Linked DNA regions of Sus scrofa: region 1 is linked to region 2. The links are chromatin contacts, called in public HiChIP or PLAC-seq maps. All regions are on one chromosome and are shown on one strand. Each heading gives the region's core, a stretch centred on a gene start, on an enhancer-like site or on the middle of the called end of the contact. The rest is flanking DNA. Distances are from core to core; before and after follow the strand shown.

What was found. HiChIP or PLAC-seq counts read pairs in DNA pulled down with a chosen protein or histone mark.
Region 1: an H3K27ac HiChIP or PLAC-seq map of alveolar macrophages shows a contact between it and region 2. The contact joins the promoter of SAA3 here to the promoter of UEVLD in region 2. A contact is called at or near these places in 1 of 5 promoter capture datasets (liver) and 1 of 2 datasets of contacts at active chromatin or transcription factors (alveolar macrophages).

Annotation. Positions count from the first base shown.
Region 1 is chr2:41,019,261-41,026,930 of Sscrofa11.1, forward strand. SAA3 (serum amyloid A-3 protein) reads left to right here and starts at 2,824. Exons shown (of 3, transcript NM_001044552.1): 1 at 2,824-2,914; 2 at 5,839-5,977; 3 at 6,380-6,542. The coding sequence starts at 2,824. The coding sequence ends at 6,542.
Region 2 is chr2:40,612,542-40,620,209 of Sscrofa11.1, forward strand. It overlaps UEVLD (ubiquitin-conjugating enzyme E2 variant 3), which reads left to right and starts at 4,545. Exons shown (of 12, transcript XR_002341551.1): 1 at 4,545-4,702. LOC100523888 (a long non-coding RNA gene) reads right to left here and starts at 4,549. Exons shown (of 2, transcript XR_002341553.1): 1 at 4,305-4,549.

The DNA of each region.
Region 1 (7,670 bases), core at 1,574-4,073, 400 kb after region 2:
CCAATGGCCTATGCCAGAGCCACAGCAACTCGGGATCCGAGTTGCGTCTGTGACCTACACCACAGCTCACGGCAATGCCAGATCCTTAACCCACTGAGCGAGGGGAGGGATCGAACCCACAACCTCATGGTTCCTAGTCGGATTCGTTAACCACTGACCAATTAGCATTATCCTAATCTTGACGGGCCCTGATCTAAGGGACTCCCAGACACCAGTGTATCCTTCACCTGATCTGCTCCCTCCTGGGCCAGTGCTCTTCGTTCTAACATCCTACTCATATTTCCCAGAGTCTTATCACAAACTGGAAGTTCTTCATCCTTGTTTTTCTTGGCATAATTAGTTGAGCACAGGTTCCTGACTGTTATTTACCACCTTCCAACAGGTCAGCTGTCAAGTCTCCATGATTTGCTTGTATTAGTCAGTCTTGTAGGTCACTTGCCTGTGTCTCCAATGCTTGGCTCACATTCCTTTTCTCCTGTAAATACTCAGGAGAAAGTCCTGAGGTGGTGTCCCTGGGCTGGGCCTTACTGCCCTGCTGCTGTCCACAGGCCCCAGCCAGGGTTCTGTTATTAGAAGGGACAGTGCTGATGTCCTCTGCATCCCCCACTGTCTCTGCCATGTACACACGCATCACCCTTTCTTCTCTGGTGAAATCCATGGTCTTTAAAATGTCACTTTTGGGAGCTTATGTCGTGGTTCAGCAGAAAGGAATCTGACTAGCATCCATGAGGACCCAGGTTCAATCTCTGGCCTCACTCAGTGGGTTAAGGATCTGGCATTACTGTGAGCTCTGGTGTAGGTTGCAGATTTGGCTCAGATCCAGCGTTGCTGTGGCTGTGGTGTAGGCTGGAAGCTGTAGCTCTGATTTGACCCCCTAGCCTGGGAACTTCCATATGCTGTGGGTATGGCTCAAAAAAAAAAAAAAAAATCCCTTTTGGATGAAAGGACAAGACTGGGGAAGGTAAGTGGGCCTGGCAATGGCCATTTCCTGATTTTCTTTTCTTTTTTTCCTTTTAGGGCCATAACTGTGGCATATGGACGTTCCTAGGTTAGGGAGGAAAATGGGAGCAGCAGCTGCAGGCCTACACCACAACCACAGCAAGGTGGAATCTGGGCCGCGCTTGCGACCTACACTGCAGCTCATGGCAATGCTGGGTCCTTAACCCACTGAGTGGGGCCAGGGATTGAACCCACATCCTCATGGATACCAGTCAGGTTTGTTACTGCTGAGCCATAGGGAAACTCCTCTAATGATTTTTATGATGTGTCATTTCTAAATAGCATTGTAACAAATTCTGCACTATAGTTCCACATTCCTGGGCTGCAGTGATCTCCAAATAAACCTGCCATCAAATGGCATCTGCTCATAAATACACTTGAGTGGAGGCCTCCCTTAGTCAGCGCTGAGCCCCCCTGTGTGGCTGCTGGAAGTTTGGTTTTCCTCCGTTTCTATTTCCTTCTTTCCTACTCCTGTACCTTGGGGTCCCAGCTGCATCCTGAGCTGTGTCTCACAGTGCCCCGTCCTGCTCTTCCATTTGCCCTGTACTCTCACTTTTTTTTTTTTTTTTTTTTTTTTTTTTGCTTTTTATGGTCATACCCATGGCATATGGAGGTTCCCAGGCTAGGGGCTGAATCGGCACTACAGCTGCTGGCCACACCACAGCCACAGCAATGCGGGATCTGAGCCACATCTGCGACCTACACCACAGATCACCAACGCTGGATCCTTAACCCACTGAGCAAGGCCAGGGATCGAACTTGTAACCTCTGGTTCCTAGTTGGATTCATTTCCACTGTGCCACAATGGTTCTTTACATTCTTACATTCTTTAGACTGTCAGCCCTTTTTTTCTAACATTGGTTCCTCTTCACAGCAAATGTCAGTCCATTAGTGTGGAGGGAAAATCATCTTTCCCCACCAGGAGTGAGACTGGAAATGGGCAGAAAAATCCCAACTTGCTACACTCCTGAAAGCGGTCTGATTGCACAACCCAGGAAAATTAGAGTGTGAAGAATAAACTCTGCTGTTTTGGATGCTGTATTCTGGCCAAGAGGGATTTCCCAAATTTCTTTGTTTTTCTTTCTTTTTTTTTTTTTTTTTTCTTCCTTCAAACCTGCCTTCTCAGTTGCTCCACTAGCCAAGTGTTGGTATATAAAGCACCAGCTGCTCCTCACAGGAAGGCGGCACTGGCAGCTCAGCTTCACCAGGAGCCTTGGCAGGAAGGCACAGCCAAAGGTGAGGGGCTAGAACTTTCCAATGCTTCTCCTCCTTGGAGACCTTCTCTCTTCACCAGCGTTTCGTGCTGCATCCCAGCTCTCTGCTTCCTTCCTGAGTCTACTATCCTGATGATCCGAATTTACAAGATGTGAATACTTTTGGGTTGGGGTTTCATCAGGTGCTTCTCTGTGTGAAGTCAGTGATGAGCAGAGCAGGTGTTTTATAAATACTCGTGCACTGGTTACCTCATTTCACATTAGAGAGGTGCAGTGCACAAAACCCCCTAATGCCTCCTGGAAACTTACTGTGCAGTTGGGTTTCAGGGCTGATAAGGCATGATTGGAGTGGAAAGTGGTTTAAACTAAAAGCTCACTGAAATCCCTCCTATAGTAAATTACTGGTATTCCAGTGAGACACGTGGAAATGAGAACTGGATCCTCTGAAATACAATCTATCTATCCATCCATCTGTATCTGTATCTATATCTATATATAGAGAGATAAAATGTGTGGGATTTATTTTGGGAATGCAAGGATGGGTCAACATTCCCCAAAACACCCCATACCTTTCATCCTTGGTTGTGTCTGCTCATCTCTCTGCAGCAGGATGAAGCTTTCCACGGGCATCATTTTCTGCTTCCTGATCCTGGGTGTCAGCAGCCAGAGATGGGCATCATTCCTCAAGGAAGCTGGTCAAGGTCAGGACTGAAGGATGGGCTGGAGTTTGGGGTAGGGGGAAGTAGGCTGCAAAAGACTGATCCTATGGAGTTCCCGTCGTGGCTCAGTGGTTAATGAATCTGACTAGGAACCATGAGGTTGCGGGTTCGATCCCTGCCTTGCTCAGTGGGTTAAGGATCTGGCGTTGCCATGAGTTGTGGTGTAGGTTGCAGATGCGGCTTGGATCTGGCGTAGGCCAGCGGCTACAGTTCCCACTCGACCCCTAGGCTGGGAATCTCCATATGCTGCAGGAGCGGCCCTAGAAAAGGCAAAAAGAAAAAAAAAAGACTGCTCCTATGATTCATCTGAGCAGAGGCCACATCCCCTCAGGGCAAAAAGCCATAAGTTAGCAGAAAAGGAGCTTAGTTTTTATGGTAGCACTTCCCCAGGCTCTTGGGGCCAGCTTTGAAATCTTTTGTATGGATCCCCAAGCCTGAGATCACATAAAATGTGGGCCCCAAGTTTCAGCTGGAGTGAGAAACAGATCTGGGTCAGGGGGGTGCATGGTCCCTAAATACAAGTGTGGCTCTGCTGCCCCCTCGTGGGAACCAGGGACAGCACATTTCCACGTCTCAGGTAGTCAGGAATTGGGGGGCATCAGATGGGGAGTGAGTGTTCACACTCCCCATCCATCTAGTAATTATGACCCAAATCACTGAGCTGTTAATACCTTCTAGGCACTGCTCTAAGAGCTTAATATGTACGAATAACTTGTTTCATTCTCGGGTTTTAATCCTTTAGTCCTGCAACGTAGGGACCATTATGCCTTAATAGAAACAGGGGCACCAAGAGGCTAAGACACCTAAGAAAGTCCTCAGGCAGAGCAGGATTTAACTCAGGTCGTTGAGCTCCCCAGACCGTGCCAGTAACGGTGGTACTTGACTGCCTCCCAGATGAAAGTACAGGTGGGAGAGTGAGGGATGTGCGAACACATGTCCGCTCTTTATCTGAGCAAATAAATGGCAAATAGTGGGGGACATGGTGCCTTTGGAAGGCAACTCTACAGAGCTCTCCCCACAATAAAAACATAATGAATAACATTGATGATGGTTGTACTGGGGCTGGGACCTGGCCAGAAACCTATAGTGAGAGATAGGTCTACCTCACTAGCCTGAGTCAAGTGGCAAAAATTTGCTTGTTTCACAAAATTATTTTATGTTATTATTTCACCGTGACAGTTTTTGAATTGTTTTAATAGGGTGCTGTGAATTCTGGCTAAATTCTCACAGACCAGCTAAAAATATCTTTTCATCGCTTGGGTCAATATTTTTCAAAGGGTTGTTCTAGGGCCACCGTGGTCTGGGGTGCTTTGTGGAAGGCAGGCGCCTAGGTCCACACTCACCTCTTCCACTGAATCACAATCACTGGGGCTGACACTGAAAATATGACCTTTTTCAAGAACCCTCAGCTGATTTTTGTGCACACTGAAGTGTGCGCTGTATCCCTGGATTCGCTACCCTTATGTGACAAGATATGCCAGGCATTTTGGAAATACTATTTTGTTTTGGCTGTGCCTGTAGCATGAGGAAATTCCCAGGCCAGAGACTGAACCTGAGCGACAGCAGCGACAACACCAGATCCCTAACCTCTAGGCCACTACGGAACTCTTTGAAAATAGTTCTTAGGGCAGTCTAGACTCAAAGGATCTATTTAAGTGAGTAACTCAGTGGGAATAAGTATGGTAGGAATATCATACCTCTCAACAAAACTATCTTTCCAAATGCCAGAAACAACAAATATATAAAATGAAGATGTTATCTTATGGAGCCTTTATATAAGCCGTGGTTATAACTCTACATTAGATTTTCCCCTTTTCCCTGATAAGTTTCTTCTTTAACTGCCATTTAATTATTCTAGCTGATCATATTCTAGCTCTCTGCTCCTCATCTTAGTTCATTCTGTTTCCTTTTTTTTTTTGTCTTTTTAGGGGTACACCCCAGCATATGAAGGTTCCCAGGCTAGGGGTCGAATCAAGGCTGTAACTGCTGGCCTCCACCACAGGCACAGCAATGCCAGATCCAAGCCGCATCTGTGACCTACATTGCAACTCATAGCAACGCTGGATCTTTAACCCACTAAGCGGTGAGGCCAGGGATGGAACCCTCATTCTCATGGATGCTCGTCAAATTCATTTCTCCTGAGCCATGACGGGAACTCCCAGTTCTTTCTGTTCCTTTTTCTTTTGTTTCACTCATTCCTAAGGACCAGAGAAGTGACATATACAGTGTTCTAGAAGTTGACCTGTATTTCCTTGGTTCTTCCGGATAACCACTCTGAGGGAGGCAATACGCCTCTATTTTATTGGAGGGGACACTGAACTTTGGAGCTGGTGGGGCAGTTGCCCTTTCTCTGCATCTGATTCCCTTGTTCTCTTAAGGAACTCACCTTCATCTCCTGCTGACTGAGTTCTGACAGGCGCCCAGGTGCCAAGTATGCCCCAGACAGTCAGATGTATTCAGACCCAGTTGTCCTCACTTTGTCCACAGGGGTGACTTTCTCCCCTTGACTAGGTTGCAGGCATCCTGAGTCTGCAGCCTTCCTCAGAGTCACCTTTGTTCTCAAGCCCTGGGCAGAGGGTTTCCTGTCTTTTTCCAGGTAGAGGTTCATTGCACAATCAAACATCCCTTAAAGACCTTCTCAGCTCTTCTTCACACAAAACCCAAAACAAAATACCAACAGACTTAGAATGGAAGCAAACAGATGAAAACCTGCACCAAGTGTGGATCTCACAACTGTAAAGCAGGGAGGTGAAAAGTAAAGGAATATTCATCTCAAGCCAATGTAATATTCTCCAAAGGCTTAGTCAAAGGCTGAAATCTGTAATGGGGTAGGGGAGGAAATGTTTTATTTCTCTTTTTTGTCCAGATGTAATCACATTCATCTCAGCATTTTCTTTTCCTCCCAGGGGCTAAAGACATGTGGAGAGCCTACTCGGACATGAGAGAAGCCAATTACAAAAATTCGGACAAGTACTTCCATGCCCGGGGCAACTATGATGCTGCCCAAAGGGGACCTGGGGGCGCCTGGGCTGCTAAAGTGATCAGGTAGCAGGGGCCCTAGGGATGCAGGGGTGGGTGAGCAGAGCTTCCCTGCAGAGGGCAGCCTGGAGGGGCCACCCCCTGCAGAACTTTCCTGAAGGGCTGGGGCCCCTCCTCCTCTTCTCACCCTCCCCTCTGTGCCCTGTGTGAGGTCTGAGCGGCTGCAGAGCCGAGCAAGGCTGGTGCAACAGGCCATTCCCCAGCCTCCCCCTCTGGGTGTTATTCACCCAGCATAAGGGGGACCCGCAGGGCTGAGGCGGGCTGTGCCCAGGTGGCCTCAGGGCTTTAGCCCCTCTTTCCTTGGCTCCTCTCAGAGTCATCAACACCTTGGAAGAGGAGCCATGGGTCAGGTGGGGCTGCTGCTCCTCAGCCCTGGATTAACCTCCCTGCTGCCCTCCTCCATTGCAGCGATGCCAGAGAGAATGTCCAGAGAGTCACAGACTTGTTTAAGCATGGAGACAGTGGCCACGGAGTGGAGGACTCAAGGGCTGACCAGGCTGCCAATGCATGGGGCCGGAGTGGCAAGGACCCCAACCACTTCAGACCTCGTGGCCTGCCTGACAAGTACTGAGCTGCCTCTGCCTCTGCTCAGGAGATGGGCTGTGAGCCTCCTGTGAGCAGGCTTCGTGCTGAGCTAGGTTATAGTATTGTGCATCTGTAGTACTTGATAGTTGGTAAAAAGCATATAAAAATGTGTAATAAATGCTTGTGAATTCCAATTTGTCCTTGGCGTTTTGAAATAGTATATGACATTCTTCTTGGGAACCTGAGCCTATTTAATACCATGGGGATGATCACCGTTTTTAAAAAGGAGATAAAAGCACTAATTAACACTAGTAACAATTTGGGGTAAAACTGTACACACTCATCCATTAGTATCTGCTGGGGATTCGTTCCTGGACCCTATGCGGATACCAAAATCCACAAACACTAAGTGCCTCATATACATGGATTTAGTTGGCTCTCTACATCTCCACATCGGAACGCACCATACAGCTGACTGGAAGGCTGCAACACAGCCATACTATGTAGAACATACATGGTCCATTATATGGACCAACTATCAGTCCGTAACTCCATTTATAAATCATGGAACAGATAATAAGAATACCATGAACAATTGTAGCAATGAAGCTTAAAATTTGATAAAAATCAACAAATTCTTAGAAAGATACAACTTACAAAAACATACTCAAAAAGCAATAAATGAAAACTTGGATTGTTCTATAATTACTGTAAAAGATTAACTCTTCCCCCAAAGAAAACAGCAGTCCCAGATGATTCTGCTTACAAATTTAACCCTTCAAAAAAGCAAAATTTTTTTTTGTAGAAACAATTCTGCAAAGTAAAAGAGAAAATACTCCTCCATCCTTTCTAGGAAGATAGGAATATTTGACACTATGAAAATCAAAGGAAAATATAAGCAGCAAAACTTTACATAATATTACCAATAACAAGTTGTGAAAGAAACTTTCAGCTAACAATAATAATTTCAAAAAATTTAAACAACTATGCTAAAGACAAATTACCTATTTTTTGTTATAGAAAATCATCTTACAAGGTCCTTGTCATAGAAAAAGATGGTTAAAGCAATCTCAGCAAAAATTATATTTAAAAAAGATTGTAAATAGGCAGAGCACAGTGGATTTTTACATCAGTGAAACTAACTATTCTCTGTGATACTATACGGTGGATATAT
Region 2 (7,668 bases), core at 3,295-5,794:
CCATTGTATGGATGAATCAATTGATCAATTTACCTGTCAAAGAACATTAGGGTTGTTCCTAGTTTGGGGTTATTTTGAATAGAAACGTTATAAATATTTGTGTGAGGGTTTTTTTAAAGGGAACATAAATTTTAATTTTTCTAGGGTAAATCCCAAGAGGGGCATTGCTGGATCACATAGAAAGTGCCTGTTTAAAAATTTCTCTATCACTGGAGTTCCCGTCGTGGTATAGTGGTTAACAAATCCGACTAGGAACCATGAGGTTGCGGGTTCAGTCCCTGCCCTTGCTCAGTGGGTTAACGATCTGGCATTGCCATGAGCTGTGGCGTAGGTTGCAGACGCGGCTCGGATCCCACGTTGCTGTGGCTGTGGTGTAGGCCGGTGGCTACAGCTCCAATTGGACCCCTAGCCTGGGAACCTCCATATGCAGCGGGAGTGGCCCAAGAAATAGCAAAAAGACAAAAAAAAAAAAAAATTTCTCTATCACTAATTTTCAGCAATTTTATTTTGAGGTGGCTTTGTGTAATTTTCTGTATGTTTCTTCTGTCGAGGTTTGGTGAACTTCTTGAATCTGTGTTTATGGTTTTCATCAAATTGGAAAAATGGTTGGCTACTGTTTCTTCAAATATTTTTCTGTCCCCTCCTTTCCCTTTCCATGACCTCCATTATGTACGTACTAGACCAGGAATCTGTATGATAACGTCCCACGGCTTGCTGGTACTCCGTTTTTTTTTTCTTTTTGTATTTCATTTTCAACAGTTTCCATTGCTGTCTCTTTCAAGTTCACTCTTCTTTCCCCCTGATCTTCTAATCTTCTGTTAATCCCATACAGTGTATTTTTAATTTGACGTTGTATTTTTCACCTCTAGAAGTTCAGTTTCTTTCTTGCTTGCTTGCTGCTTTTTAGGGCCAAACCCGTGGGCTATGGACGTTCCTAGGCTAGGGGTTGGATCTGAGCTATCTGAGCTATGTCCATTCCAGCGACGGAACCCACATCCACACAGATACTAGTTGGATTCGCTTCAGCTGCACCACAACGGGAACTCCTCAATTTCTTTTTTTAATTCTTTCATTTTTCTCCACACCATGTTCATGTTATCCTTGACATCCTTAAGCCTATTTATGAGATTGATACCAAAGATTTTAAGAATCCTGTTGCAAATCTATCATCTCTGTCATTTCTGGGTGTGTTGTACTTGAGCCACTGCAGTGGCAATGCCAGATCCTTAACCCACTGAACCACAAGAGAACTCCTGTTAACATATATATATATATATTTTTTTAAATTTAATTTTATTTTTTGTCTTTTTGCCTTTTCTTGAGCCACTCCCGCGGCATAAGGAGGTTCCTGAGCTAGGGGTCTAATCGGAGCTGCAGCCACCGGCCTACGCCAGAGCCACAGTAACGGGGGACCCGAGCTGCATCTTCGACCCACACCACAAATCATGGCAATGCCAGATCCCCGACCCACTGAGCGAGGCCAGAGATGGAACCCGAAACCTAGTTGGATTCGTTAACCACTGCACCACGATGGGAACTCCTATATATGTTTGTTTTTTTTTTTTGAAAAGCTTGAAACTCAGGTCTGAGAACCAGAACTGTACCTACATCATCTTCTCCTTATGGCTTAGGTCACCTTACACTTTCATTCACTCAGTAAACTTTCTATTGAAGGCTTATTTTTTATCTGCTTTACCGAACATTAGAAGAAAGAAGACATGCATCAATTCAAGCATCCTAGGCTTTGGGAACATAGAGATAATTGAGATTTGATCACTATCTGACAGGGCTTCAGCTAGAGGGGACAGAAAGAGGGATGCAGATGGAGGTAGACAGGTACAGCAGGACCATAAAAAATACCCCATTCATGGGGTTCCCATCCTAGCTCAGCAGTTAACCAACCCGACTAGGATCCATGAGGATGCAGGTTCGATCCCTGGCCTCGATCAGTGGGTTAAGGACTCGGCATTGCCATGAGCTGTGGTGTAGGTTGCAGACACGGCTCCAATCCCACGTTGCTGTGGCTGTGGTGTAGGTCGGTGGCTGTAGCTCCAATGTGACCCCTAGCCTGGGAACTTCCACATGCCATGGGTGTGACTCTAAAAAAAAAAAAAACAAAACCCAGTCAGGCACTAAGGCAGGAAGCAAGCAAGACACACATGCTTGGGGAAGAGTGAATGTTTCAGCCTGGTTAGTTGATAGGATCTAAAAGCACCAGTTACAGGAGATGAGGGTGGGTCCTACTGGCAGTCAGCCAATGTTTCTGCGGCATAGTCTTCCTCTGATGATCAAGCACATATAGGTACAGAATTCCAGTTTCCTAGAGCTTATTAATCACAAAATTTCAACACAATTTCACACCGAGTGAGAGGCAGCACAATGCGCAGAACATTAGGAACATGGTCTCTGACATCACCTTCTGCAAACATTTGAGTCTTTGTTTCCCTATCTGTAAAATAGGGCCGATTATACCAGATAGCCTCTATTTTAAAGTGTACCCTTTTTACATTCACGCTCTTTTCAAATAGCTATAAATGTTAAAATCGATGTGTACATATACATATTTAATTTTGAAAGCTTTTCTCCCTCAAAACAAGTAATACATCTCTTATTTGACAGGATCAGAGAAACAAGGACATAAGCAATACTTCACTAACCCTCAGCTTGCTCATCAGTAAACCTCAGATAATGATAATAATTCCATCTAAGTCATAGGGTTTTGTAAAAATTAACTGCAATAAAGCACATAACAATGTACCTTCTACATAGGAAAAGACAGCTACACACACACACAAATGCACATGCAGGCATGAAGTCTCTCATACACACACATACACACACACCACACACACACACGGGCATGAAGTCTTCATAGTGCCTGTAATTCATTCACAGTGATTAAACCAGAAGAGAATTGGTGGCTCGGATGAAACGTCTCTCCCACAAAAGGTTCTTCATAAAAGATTGAAGACATTTGCTCGGGCCTTACTCTAACTTGATAGCTTGTTCTTGATTAATGGATTTCAGACAGGATCTGTTAGATCTTAGAATCCCTGGACGTTCCATGGTTTCTGAGGTTTGTTGGATCTGGCTGAGGTGCTCTTAACAGGCCTCTTATCCTTCAAGCTTCTCGTCTCCTACCTGGTCTCCCAGCTTTGACTCTTGCCCCACCACACACACCGCAGTCTCTTCACAACACAGTAGTCAGACTTAGTCTTTTATAACTCAGTCAGATTGTGTCACTCCTCTGTTTAAAACCCTCCAGTGGCTTCCTCTTCTCTCAGGGCAAAAGCCTGAGAGAGAAAAAAAAGCAGCCTCTGACATCTGGAAACTGGACTGAGCCAGCTAGGTCTTAGGCTTGTTAGAAGCTGACCTGACCCTCACAGCCTGGCTCCTGTTGTCTCCTGCTGGATATAAACAATCTCTCAGAACACCAACATCAGGAAGGGTCACTCAGACCATGACAAAAATGAGACAAAACAAGGCCCCCAATGTCCTCTCTTGCTTTTTGCTGAAGGTGGTATTTATGGTGAGGGCTTCTGCCATTTCGGCCAGTTACTCAGTTCTCCTGGGTCTTTCCCAAGTATACAGTGTTATGAACTTTTGTTTAATTTTCTCTTGTTATTACCTCCTGTCAATTCCACTCTTAGATCAGCCAGAAGAACCCAGAAGAGTAGAGGAAAATTTCTTCCTCCCCAACAATATCTAGCAAATAGCCAAGGCTCAACAAAAGTTTGCTGAATTAGTAAGTGCTCCTTCCAGCCTTTCACTTTCTTCTCCTAATGGAGTCACAGCATTCCTATCTCTGGCTCTTCCTATAACTATAATCACCCTCCATCCCACCCAACCTCTCAGACAGTTAAAATAGCCAGCCCCTGGGGACTTTGTAGGCACACTGGCTCAAGCCAGGGATGCAAAGCAGGTAAGTAACTGACTCAAGGAGACCAAAGAAAGCCAGCAAATTGCATCTTTTTGTTTTTTCCTTCTCCAGACGACCTTATCCACCAATTTACTTTCTTTTGTTTTCAAACTCTTTTTGACAGCTGACTTTTTCCTCTGTCTGCCACCAACCTGGTTATGCTCCGCTCCCCCCTCCCCCGCAAAAGGCAACCCCTCCTGGCAATGCTGCATCACCCTCACTCAGCTGTCTTATCTCCCAGTTCTGACAAGACTCCTGCTGCCTCCGTCTTCCTTTCTAGCCCCCCGAAATTTTGCTTTTTAAGTTCCATTACCTCTTCCTTCCTAAATCCAACCACAATTTGGGGTCTTGATCTTTCTCCCTACTGCGCTGTATTTAACATCACCTTTTCGAAACTCTCCGAGAACAGTGCCAATAACTTCTACCTCCTTTCGTGCTCCTCCTTGGACTTCCTATTCCTCTCTTCACAGATGTCCCCAAGTTTCCTTTCCAGCAAGCTGGGTCGTGGTCCTCTCGGCGCTCACGCGTTTCTGACGGCGATCAGGGTGGAGCGGTGGTCAGACTCCAGGCGGAGCCTGGGCGAGCCTGGAGCATTGGACACAAGTGGACTTTCGAGTCTGGGAAGGGGCGGGGCCTTGGACCGGTCGGGAAGTTTGGTCCTCGGCGGCCGCCGTCCAGGGAAGGTGTGTAAGGAGATCGGGTGCTGGGGTGGCAGAACCGTCCTTGCGGTCCCGGCTGGACATGGAATTCGACAGCGAGGGTCTGAGACGACTACTTGGCAAGGTGCGGGCAGCTAGCCGGGCAGCGTCTGGGACCTCGGGGTCTGGGGTTGTTTCCACCCCTGGTCGCACCGCCTCCTCGCGGAGTTTGCTCGGCTTGTCACGGGGCGTAGAGCGGGGGTGGGCTGGTCTGGAACCGACGGCGGGGAATGGGCCCAAGGAGGCGGCGGGCCTCTCCCTCCCAAGGCCCGGCCTCTGGCTCCACCGGCAACTTCGAGATCCCCCCCGACCCCACCCTATCACTTGCTGTGCGGCGTTCTCACGCCACCAGCTTCTCTGCGTCTCAAACAGATTCCGGCTCTGCCCTGTTCCTTTTACCACGCCCTTCTGTTTGCTGAAATGGGCTGCCCCACCTTTTAAGACTCAACTCAGTTATTATTCAGTCCTTCCTCTACTTCCTTTCAGAAGTATAGATGATCACTTTGTGGAGTAACTGTTCGTTTGCAAATCTTGCTGGGGAGGTGGGGTAGGTGGGCGGGGGTGAACTTTTTGATGGCCGAGACCGTGCTGTAGTATTCCCTTCACTTAGCCCTGCGCCCGACTACGATGGTGGTGCTGAGTAACTGCAGTGAATGAAAGCTCTGTGTAGATTTAGGAATGAAGACAGGGCTTGAAGGCCCGGAAGAGATCCTCTTAACATTGAAATGTTGAGTGGGAGGGCCATTTTCCCTGTTAGATCAGGCTTTTAGTCCAGGCTCCCTGATTCCCCACCAGTGTACAGTCTGAGGTAACCACCTTTTTTTGCCTCCAGTTTCTTAGTTTAAATGGTTCATAATGCATTTTAAGACTTAGCCATGTGGAAACATTTATGCCATTTTTGTTGGGTTTGCTTATGTCTTTTTTTTTCCTTCCTTCCATCTTTCTTTCGTTCTTTCCTTTCCTTTCCTTTTTTCTTTCTTTCTTTCCTTTTCTTTTTTGCTTTTTTTAAGGGTATGGAAGTTCCCAGGCCAGGGATTGAATCTGAGCTGCAGTTGTGATCTACCCTCTGTGGCTACGCAGGATCCTTCAATCCACTGTGCCAGAAGGGGAGTGCATTTTTTTTAAGACATAAAATAGTTCTTTTTTTTTTCTCCAGATGTCAAAAAGGCAAATCACATATTTGACTGGTAGTGACATTTGTGTTTTCAAGCCCTAAGGAAGAGTGCTTTTGCCCTCTCTTGATAAACTTTTATAACAGTTTTACAGTTAAATCAGTTCTGGTATATATGCAGCCATTAATCACACACTCTCACAGGGTGTTAAGGATGTAGAAGACAGTTTATAACATCAAGAAGAAAACACAACAGAAATTGTTTGGTTCACAATAAATGTGTATTCCAGGTGACGGCAGTGCTGCCTTTTGTACCTTTCTGTAGTGTTTAGAGTTCAGATCATTTCATTCACTTCTGTTTACACTGAATCAGGGACACTGAATCTGGGACTCATTATTACCCTGCTATAATCCGCACTGATCCATTCTTAGTTTTTTGTTTTTTGTTTTTTGGAGCCACACCCGCAGCATATGAAAGTTCCCAGACTAGGGTCCGAGCCGTGTCTGTGACCTACACCACAGCTCATGACAGTGCTGGATCCTTAACCCACTGAGAGAGGCCAGGGATCGAACCCGAGTCCTTATGGATCCTAGTTGGGTTCGTTATCACTTAGCCACGACGGGAACCCCTCGATTCTTAGTTTTGATGCTCAGTCCTGTGGATCATAATTGTTTTCTGTATCCACTCATAGGCATCTGCCTCTTGTTGTTAACTCCCATCCAGTTAGCCTACATTTATTGAAGGCATACCCTGTACTAAGTGCTGTGGGGAAATACAAAGATGAGTAAGAGATGATTCCAGTCTTCAGGTTGATAATAATCATATGCTTTTTCTTCTGCCAAATTCTTTCCCATCTTAAAATGACCTTCCTCCTTCCCTTTAATTTTCTTTACCATTTGAGGCTCTAATGTGAATTGTAGACAGCTCTTTGCAGAAGCCTTTCTGTAACTTAGATTTGCATTGTGTCATTGTATCATTTCCTGTCTGTACTTACTTTTGTATACATATTTTGTTTAATATCTCAATTTTACATATCTTAATCCCAAGATCGTCATACATTTTTATTGATGTTGTCAGGGAGTAGAGCTATATCTAGGTTTTTTTTTTTTTTTTTTTTTTTGCTTTTTAGGGCTGTATGCATGGCATGTAGAAGTTCTCAGGTTAGGAGTTGAATTGGAGCTACAGCTGCCAGTCTACACCATAGCCACAGTAATGCGGGATCCGAGCTTCGTTTTCTACCTACACCACAGCTCACAGCAACACTGGATCCCTGACTCACTGAGCGAGGCCAGGGATCAAACCCTCATCCTCATGGATACTAATCAAATTGTTTCTGCTGTGCCACAATGTGAACTCTGAGTTATATCTGTTTTGCACATGAAAAACTTAAGGCACCAAGAGGAAACAGGATCTGTTAGCAGTTATTCTTTATTTTCTCCCAATCTCCTGCAGCCTAGACACTAATCTCCTTTTTGTTTCTATGGATTTGCCCATTTGGGGTATTTTATTTTTTAATTTTTGTTACTATTATTTTTTTGTCTTTTTAGGGCCGCATCTGCAGCATGTGGAGGTTCCCAGGCTAGGGGTCGAGTCAGAGCTGTAGCTGCTGGTCTACACCAGAGCCATAGCAATGTGGGATCAGAGCCACGTCTGTGACTTACACCACAGCTCAGGGCAACGCCAGATCCTTAACCCACTGAGCAAGGCCAGGGATTGAACCTGCATGCTCATGGATGCTAGCCGGGTTTGCTAACTGCTGAACCATGACGGGAACTCCCATTTGGGGTATTTTATATACAAATCATACAATATGTGGCTTTTAGTCTTTGTTTTCTTTCATTTAGCATAATGTTTTCAAGCTTTATCCAAGTTGTACTTTATATCATTTCTTTATTCTAAATGGCTGAATAGTCCATTTCATGGATATGTTACACTTTAT